Regions from separate parts of the Mus musculus genome. Here region 2 is linked to region 1. The links are chromatin contacts, called in public HiChIP or PLAC-seq maps. All regions are on one chromosome and are shown on one strand. Each heading gives the region's core, a stretch centred on a gene start, on an enhancer-like site or on the middle of the called end of the contact. The rest is flanking DNA. Distances are from core to core; before and after follow the strand shown. Region 1 has its middle 15 kb from the start of Lrrc8d. Region 2 has its middle 41 kb from the start of Zfp326.

Region 1 (4,048 bases), core at 729-3,228:
TGTGTGAGTTTGTAATATGGTATATGTGTGTGTGTGTGCGAGTGTGTTCAAGTGTGCACTCTCATGTCTGAGTAGTATTACTCTCCCCATTGCTTCTCCCAGGTCTCCTCCCTCCCTGAACTATGCTGGCCTAGCAGCTTCAAACTCCATGGTCCTCCTGTCTCTCTGCCCTTGACACACTGGGTCACAGGCACAGGCGCCACCGCACTCAGCTTCTCCTGTGGGTGTTGGCAATTTGAACTCAAGTTCACACTTGAGCTTGTCTACTGAGCTGTCTCCTGACTACAGCTTCTACATCAGTGGTTCTAACCTGTAGGTATCAACAAATTTGGGGAGGAACGACCTTTTCATGGGGGTATGAAGACCATTGGTCACCTAAGACCATTGGAAAACACAGATATTTACATTACAATTCACAACAGTAACAAAACTAGCTATGAAGTAGCAACAAAAAATAATTTTATGTTTGGTGGTCACAACATGAGGGACTGTATTAAAGGGTTGCATTGTTAGGAAGGCTGAGAACCACTGTCCTATATATTTCTTATTAATATCCACAATAATGTTGACGTAGGCCTCTTCTGCTTAAGAAAAGACAAAATTAAGACATGTCTGTTTCCTATACACTGTTCAGAAAAATTAGACTAGCGCATGATCTATTTCCTCACCTCGTATTTCTGTAGCGCCTTAACAGCTTTTGAGAACATTTTAACCGATTGTTTTTGTTTTTTGCTCTCAAAATGTAATTACTTCTTCTATTGCTTTTGCAAAATGCCTGATGAAACTAACTTAAGGAAGAAAGGGTTTCCTCCGGCTGGTGCTGGAGAGAACAGTGCGTGACCTGGCGGTGGGGGAAGGGTGGGGGGACACTGTGAGAAGCAGCTGGTCCTGAGGCTGGTGAGGAAGCAGGCAGAGAGAAGTACCAAGATTCCCCTCACAGCCTCAGGTTCACTGGTCCTGGAACCCCAGCTGAGTTTCTCCTCAGTTAAACTCTCTGAAAAACAAATCCGCTGCCCCAGAGGTCTGTTTCCATGGTGATCCTAAAGCCAATCATGATGACTATGAAGACAAACAAGGGCTGTGACCCAGGAGACCTTACCCTGACAGATGAGGAAACAGAGGTCTAGACAGGTTAAATATGTCAGGGAGATTCCAGCACCAATAAACACATGAGCAACACCAAGTGAGCTGACCTCCCTGGGTGTGGTGTGCCTGCCTTTCACCCTAGCACCTAGGAGACAGAGCCAAGAGAATCTCTACAAGCTCCAGGCCTGTTAGAGATAAGCTGTGAGACCTTATTTACAAGCAAACAACAAAACAAAGCCAGCAACAACTGGGTGTGCTGACACAAGTCTTTATGCCCAGCACTTAGGAGACAGAAGCAGGTTGGTCACTGTTAGGTCCAGGTCATTCAGGTATACAAAGGGAGTTACAAGCCAGCAGGAATACACAGTGAGACCCTGCCTACAAACAACAAAAACAAAAATAAATAAACAACAGCAACAACAAGAAGCCGTTTTGTGGGGCTAGGGATGTAGCTCAGTTGGCAGGGTAACTGTCTAGCATGCATGGAACACTGGGTTCCACTCCCAGACTCCCAAAAGCCAGGCGTGGTGGGGTAAGCCTGTCCTCCCAACACTTGGGAGATGGAGGCAGGAAGTTCAAGGTCTTCTGTGTGGATTACATGATACCCTGCCCCAAAATGCTGTCTTTCATATTATGTATAAAACAGAGCTTTTAAAAATATTATTATTATTATTATTATTATTATTACCACCATTATTATTATTTAGCACTCCTAAGGACAGTTTCCTTGTAAATCAGAGTCTTCACGCTCACATTTACATTTAGATTAAGTCATTGAAGCATTCAACACTAGAGGGCGCACCACGAGAAGGCTGGCTGCAGAGACGCCCAGAAAGCCTGCCAGTGCAGCTAGACACCTGGCAACGCAAGGATGAAACAGGAAATGAGCAATAAAAATCTACAGATAGCATCTCCAGGCCAAATGTCACGGGCTGCTTGATGGGTTACGAACCAGTGCTCGCCACTCACCCACCCCCACCTCATCACCACCCCACCCCCATCCCCACCCCACCCTTACCCCAGCTCCACACCAGCCCCACACCAGCCCCACCCTAGTAATGGAATGACCTTTCCCATTTAGTCTCAGATCTCAGTAAAACAGGACTGGTATAATTATCTCCGCTTTATAGATTAAGAAACTGGGCTGAAGAGATGGCTCAGCGGTTAAGAGCACTGACTGCTCTTCCAGAAGTCCGAGTTCAAATTCCAGCAACCACATTGGCTCACAACCATCTGTAATGAGATCTGAGGCCCTCTTCTGGTGGGTCTGAAGACAGCTACAATGTACTTACATATCATTCATAAATAAATAAATAAATAAATAAATAAATAAAATTTTAAAAAATCTTTGGGCCGGAACGAGTGGGACCGGAGGTGGGGGGTGGGGGAAGGAAGAAACTGAAGTTATACTAAAAGCGAGCGATGGCGATGTTTTCAAAGTCCTAAGTACAGGAGCATTTTACTGTCTGCCTTCTTCAAATGGCATGGATAGTTGATGTTTGAGTCAGTGTCTTCATTTGCAGAACTCTTTAAGATTCTTACATCGAGCCAGGCAGTGGTGGCACATGCCTTTAATCCCAGCACTTGAGAGGCAGAGGCAGGCGGATTTCTGAGTTCGAGGCCAGTCTGGTCTACAGAGTGAGTTCCAGGATAGCCAGGGCTACACAGAGAAACCCTGTCTCGAGAAAAAAAAAAAAAAAAAAAAAAAAAAAAAAAAAAAAAGATTCTTACATCGAAACTCCCTTGTTCCGCATCCTTGACTCCTGGCTGGCCAGTCTCCCTGCAGTCACAGTCACAAATACCTTTCTGGATTTCTCTCTTGCTCCATTCCACACTTGCTAACTGGAAGTGCCTTCCCCCTTCTCTTGCCATTTCTGAGGCCAGTGAGCTCCCCTCCCCCACCCCACGGCCACCCCACCCAAGGTCTTCTTAGCACTCCTCTGTGTGTCTTTAGAGGACTCTGTATTGACCCTGACTCCTAGGGCTTCCTATGCTGCAAGGGGAGCTCCTAAATGCTGCCTCACACTGGCTCATAATTCTTTGCAGGGGTCAGAAACACCTCAAGTCCTATTTGTAGGCGCCAAGCCCTATACACAGTGTGATCCCAAGGCTGGGTTAATATCCGGTTCATTTATTAAGCATCCTGAGTGGTTATCATGATTACGGTGTGGGTAGCTGGTGAGCTCTGAGTCCGGGTGCCTCTGCTTGCATTCATTTGAATGAGTTCACACTTCTGTATTACGCCATCCACCCAGATTTGCATTTGTTACTGCTACTTCAAACATTTTCTCAGGATGCTTCATTTCTACACATTTGTTTCTCAAAAGTGGCAGCTGTAGGACTGGGGATGCGGTTGAAAGGTGGCTCGCCTAGAGGGCACAAGGCTCTAACCACCCCCACCCCCACCCCGATTTAGGTGAAAGCCTATAATCCTAGCACTTAGGAGGTAGAAACAGGAAAACAAAAAACCAACGCCATTTTTGGCTGTGTAGTGAGTCTAGAGCCAGCCTAGGATACAGGATTCCCTTTTTAAAAGCTGAACTATCTTGATTTATATAAGCACGGAAAGTGTGCCACCCTGTGGTCAGGAGTCAGGGTGGGACCCCCAGAGGAGCTGTGACGTCATAGCTATTTCACCACCTTCATTTTCCCTGTCGATCTAGTGTTGTTGAACTGGACACATATTTCTTTTCGTCCTTGGATGTGACTGATGCTATGCTAGACCCTGGAGAATCAGAATGCATATGGAAGTGGGTTCACTGACAAAGCAGGTGCCTGGTGTGTGTCCTGGTTTGGATCCCTAACGTTAAAGAAAAATAATCAAAAGCCACATCCAGTTCCTGAAACTGAACCTGTAATGGTTACGACGGAGCCATCTCAAGATCCCTATGTCGGTGTGTTTAACTGTTAGCAAGAAAGAAGAAATGATTCCATCCCACTCTTGGGAGAATTCAAATGACTC
Region 2 (4,048 bases), core at 999-3,498, 150 kb after region 1:
AAATGAATATTTTCAAACAAGGGGCCTTTGCAATAACATAGGTCCAGGAAGGAAATAAAACTTCCTTACCCAGTATTGCCAGACCACTAATAACAGGATTAGTTATGAGTTAGTAGTTAGCAGTATTAGAGGCTCACAATCTCTTTGCTTTTTTCCTACCATTGTTTTGGGAGGAAGAATAATGATGGCTTCAGGGACATCCTTGCCCTTAGACAATTCAGGAGGACATTAGTCCCAGTCTCCACTGTGCAGTTCCCCAACAGAACCCACACACATTTCCCGCCTGAGAGGAGCTGAGGTTGGGCAGAGTTTAACTTCCTCTACTGTCCAGCTGATGGCAAAGGCATTCACCTTTGCACCTAGAGAGAAAAGACAGCAGCAACTGGGAGCAGTTCTGAGAACGGGCAGGAGGGAACAGAGGTCTTTGAAAAAGGCTTAGATCTTTAGGGAGGTTGGAGAAGAGGGGACAGCGGAGGCCTGGGGAGTTGGAAAAGGAGGAGGAAGCAGCTGTCCCCGTCCCAGAAGCTCACGCAGAAAGTCCTTGTCTCGTGTGCTGACCTACACATTTCCCACAATTCTCACTCAGGTGGGGTCCCAGAATGTTCATCTGAATCTGGGGGGGGGGGGGAGCGGGCAGCTTGCGTCTTTATCAGTGTTTATGAGGCGTTCTAACTGGTGAAAACAGATGTGGGTATGTTAAGAAATGATCACTCAGTAAGGAGAGTAGTCTGAGTGGGACATGTGTAAAAACAACAAAAACAAAACAAACAAAAACCACTTTTCCTCCCAGCCATTTAATTTCCAGAAATAATGACTCTGAAACTAATTATTTATTAATAAATGTCTTCAGTGTAAGCTTAGGCTTGTTCTCTGACTTCTTAATTTATTATCCCTTTATTCTAACCTGGGTTCAGCTACGTGGCAGGCTCCCACTTCTTGTCTTCTTACGTCTGACTCCTCAGAGTTCCTGGGGTGAATCGCCCCTTTATTCTATCCTGAGTTCAGCTACCTGCTGGTTTACATATGTCTGTCTCAATGTTCTGGTACATCCTGTCGGTCCTGTTCAACATTCTGGGGCCTCACCTGCTGGATGCCCCACCTCCTGTTTTTTGCCTCAGCTCATTGGCCATCGGCTTTTTTATTGACAGGTGATGCTTACAAGAGATTCTCTCTACAGACACAGGCTAGAATGCCCCCATAACTATGAAAATGAGATGCTGACCCATGTATATCCAAAGAACGGAGCCTTAACACACTGAGTACTTTTTAAATTGCTCTTTATTTCTGGTTATGTTTATGTCTGTGTATGTGCACACACTTGTGTGCGCTGGTACCCTCAGAAAACAAAAGAGAGCATCAGGCCCTCTGAAGTTGGCGTTGCAGGAAGTTGTGGACGGCCTGCTGTTTGTGCTGGGAGCTGAACTCGTCCTCTTCCGAGGGATGATTCAGGCGGGGAAAGCACTTGCTGTGGAGAAGCATGAGGACCTGAGGTCGAAGCTCCAGAGCCCACAGGCACTGCAACACGGGCATCTGCAATCCTAGAAGTCTGACAGGAAGCTAGGATTCAGAGACTGAAGCCCCCAGATGCTGATGTGACTTGCTGACCGGACCAGGAGCGTTCCTGAAATCATCCACATAATAGGACCAGAAGGGCTTTTCCTGTGCCCAATGGTGTAGGGTATAATAATTATTTAACCACAGGCCTTTTGTTAAAATCCTGTAAGCAGTGGGGAGAGTGTGGTGGGGAGGCTCTCCACACGTGTTGATGAGGTACCTTCCGATGGCCGGCCCCCTTCTGAGCACCTTTGCTCTCTAAACCTTAAGGCTCTCAGCTGAAGAGATATGGTTCAATTCAATAGAATGAGAGAATTGACCGAGCAATGAGATTAGTTAGTAGACCTAAGATGTGATAAGATCTGAACGGACGCAGAAGTGGAAGGATGAAGTGGGAGAGGCTGAGAAACGTAAGAAATTACGTAGAATCAAATGGATTTGATAGGCAGTTGGAATGAACAGGAGGGAAGGCAGGGGGCGTGGGAGGAGCTTGTGACCTGAGAGGCTCCTCTGCTCCTCTGCCATTGCCCCTCAAGACTATGCTGCGTGGAATTGATAGTTGACCTATTTTAAACCTGGGAGCCTCGGTGGGACTTTATAGGCATGCTGCCCAATTCACTTCCCAGTAGTGCCACAGTTACCTCTGGCTATCAAAGCCAGGACTGTCACAACCAAAGGGCAAACTCAGCATATCAGGGTGAGGTGAGGGTCAATGACCGGTGGCGGCATTCCAGTCCGGACTCTGAGTCACGAATGAGGCTGTCTTGCCTCTTTTGGATGAACCCGTGTGTATGTTGGAGAGCTTGAAGATCCTGGCAGTCCTAGAAAGGGTGGGGCAGGGGACTGACCTCAGGGAAGGGCAAGGAACAAGGAACACAGGCAGAGCTCACTGTGTAAAGCCAGAGCTGACGTACCCTTTTCCTGCAGCAGCAGAAATAAATGCCAAGAGGAGGGGGTGCTTTGAGCCGAGCTCTGACGCTTCGGAGTCAGGTTAGGTGGGTTGACTCCAGGTTTCCTGGGCTGCCACCCCGTCTAAAGTCTGGACACAGTAAGAACATGGTAAATATTTGCTTCTACTCTTCTGAGTAAGTTGGGACTGCAAAAGAATATCAGAAAAAAATTTCTCAAATCCTGAGCAAGAAACAAGGAAAGTATGGCTTTCAAAGCCTTGACAGAGGGGCTGTGGGGATCCCTCAGTCAGTAAAGTGCTTGCTGCAGGAGCAGTGGGACCTGAGTTGGATCCCCAGAGCCCCAGCACCCTGGCATGCTTGGAGGCCCAGTGCTGGGAAGGTGGAGTCTGGTGCGCCCCTGCAAACTTGGTGAGCAGCCTGTTTAGACCACTTGGTGAGATCCAGACTGGCGAGAGGCTCTAAAAGCAAGGTGGGCCGGACTGAAGATTGACATCTCAGGTGTGACCTCTGCACACACTCACATGTGAACCTGCACATACACGTGAACCCATGAGAAAGGACTGGAATCAGCACCAGAGGTTGGGAATGTAGCTCAGTAGAGGAGCTTAGAATTGGGGGAGGGCTCTGGGCTTAGTCCCTGATCAATCTGTGTGTGTGTGTGTGTGTGTGTCTGTCTGTCTGTCTGTCTCTCTCTCTCTCTCTTTCTCTCTCTTCCTCCCTCCCCCTCCCTCTCTCTCTTACACACTTACACACACACACACACACACACACACACACACCATCAAAAGTAGCAAGCAATAAAAGAAAATAACAGAGTAACTGAGTGTCATCATCAAAATCAAACACTTGAAACCTCAATGACACGGTCCATAAGTGTACAAATCCAGGAGGGAATTTTAGAAATCACACAGCTAAGAGAAACTCGTATCTAAAATATATAAAAACACAATTCAGTAATAAAAGATACATCCTTCAGTTTATGGGCAAAAGCATGCATACACATAAAATAAAACATTTTTTTAAAATACCAAGAAACATAAAAGGACATTTCTCTATAGAAGGTTTGTAAAATACCAATAAACACAAGGAAGAAGTGTTCGACATCTTCAGCCTTCTGAGGGAAATGCACTGTTTAGTGGTGTAGCCTCTCACATACACTAGAGTGGACACAATTAAGAAAAAAAAACCAAAGAAATAAATAATAAGAAGTGCTGGCAAGGCCATGAAGAATGGGCCTTAAACATTTCCAGTAAAAATGTAGAATAGTACTGTTGCTTTGGGGAACAATCTGACAAATTTAAAAAAGGTTGAAAATAGACCTGCGCTCATAACTGAAGCTCAGCGGTCACTGAGGAAGTGCCTCCATCAGATTGGCCTGTGGTCATAACTGCGCAGCATTTTCTCTGCTAGGCAGTGTTGGAGGGCCCATTTCACTGGGATGGCACTGTCCTTAGGCAGGTGAGCTGAGCAAGCAGAGGGAGTGACCAGGAAGGAGAGCAATGTTCCTTCACTGTCTGACTCAGTTCCTGCCTTCAGGTCCCCACCTTGAGTTCCGGTCTTGGCTTCCAGTGGGATGGAGGGCC

The links. HiChIP or PLAC-seq counts read pairs in DNA pulled down with a chosen protein or histone mark.
Region 2: a contact with region 1 is called in a FOXA1 HiChIP or PLAC-seq map of pancreatic cancer cells. The contact joins two enhancer-like sites. A contact is called at or near these places in 7 of 39 promoter capture datasets (the HPC-7 cell line, cranial neural crest, hematopoietic stem and progenitor cells and 3 more), 4 of 15 datasets of contacts at CTCF or cohesin (CD8 T cells, the NIH/3T3 cell line, large pre-B cells and 1 more), 13 of 484 Hi-C or Micro-C datasets (the Ba/F3 cell line, the CH12 cell line, ECoMG myeloid progenitors and 9 more), 22 of 115 datasets of contacts at active chromatin or transcription factors (the 230-238 cell line, the HPC-7 cell line, T-cell acute lymphoblastic leukemia and 16 more) and 5 of 9 other capture datasets (adipose tissue, embryonic stem cells, liver and 2 more).

The regions. Positions count from the first base shown.
Region 1 is chr5:105,683,138-105,687,185 of GRCm38.p6, forward strand. No RefSeq gene overlaps it. Among named protein-coding and RNA genes, the nearest start is that of Lrrc8d, 15 kb to the right of the region's middle. Within about 2 kb of position 1,979, at least 111 of the 459 cell types and tissues checked have an H3K27ac peak or open chromatin away from gene starts, as enhancers often do. A contact at or near this core is called in the HL-1 cell line, hepatocytes and pancreatic cancer cells, where this site is marked.
Region 2 is chr5:105,833,828-105,837,875 of GRCm38.p6, forward strand. No RefSeq gene overlaps it. Among named protein-coding and RNA genes, the nearest start is that of Zfp326, 41 kb to the right of the region's middle. Within about 2 kb of position 2,249, at least 43 of the 459 cell types and tissues checked have an H3K27ac peak or open chromatin away from gene starts, as enhancers often do. A contact at or near this core is called in the HL-1 cell line, hepatocytes and pancreatic cancer cells, where this site is marked.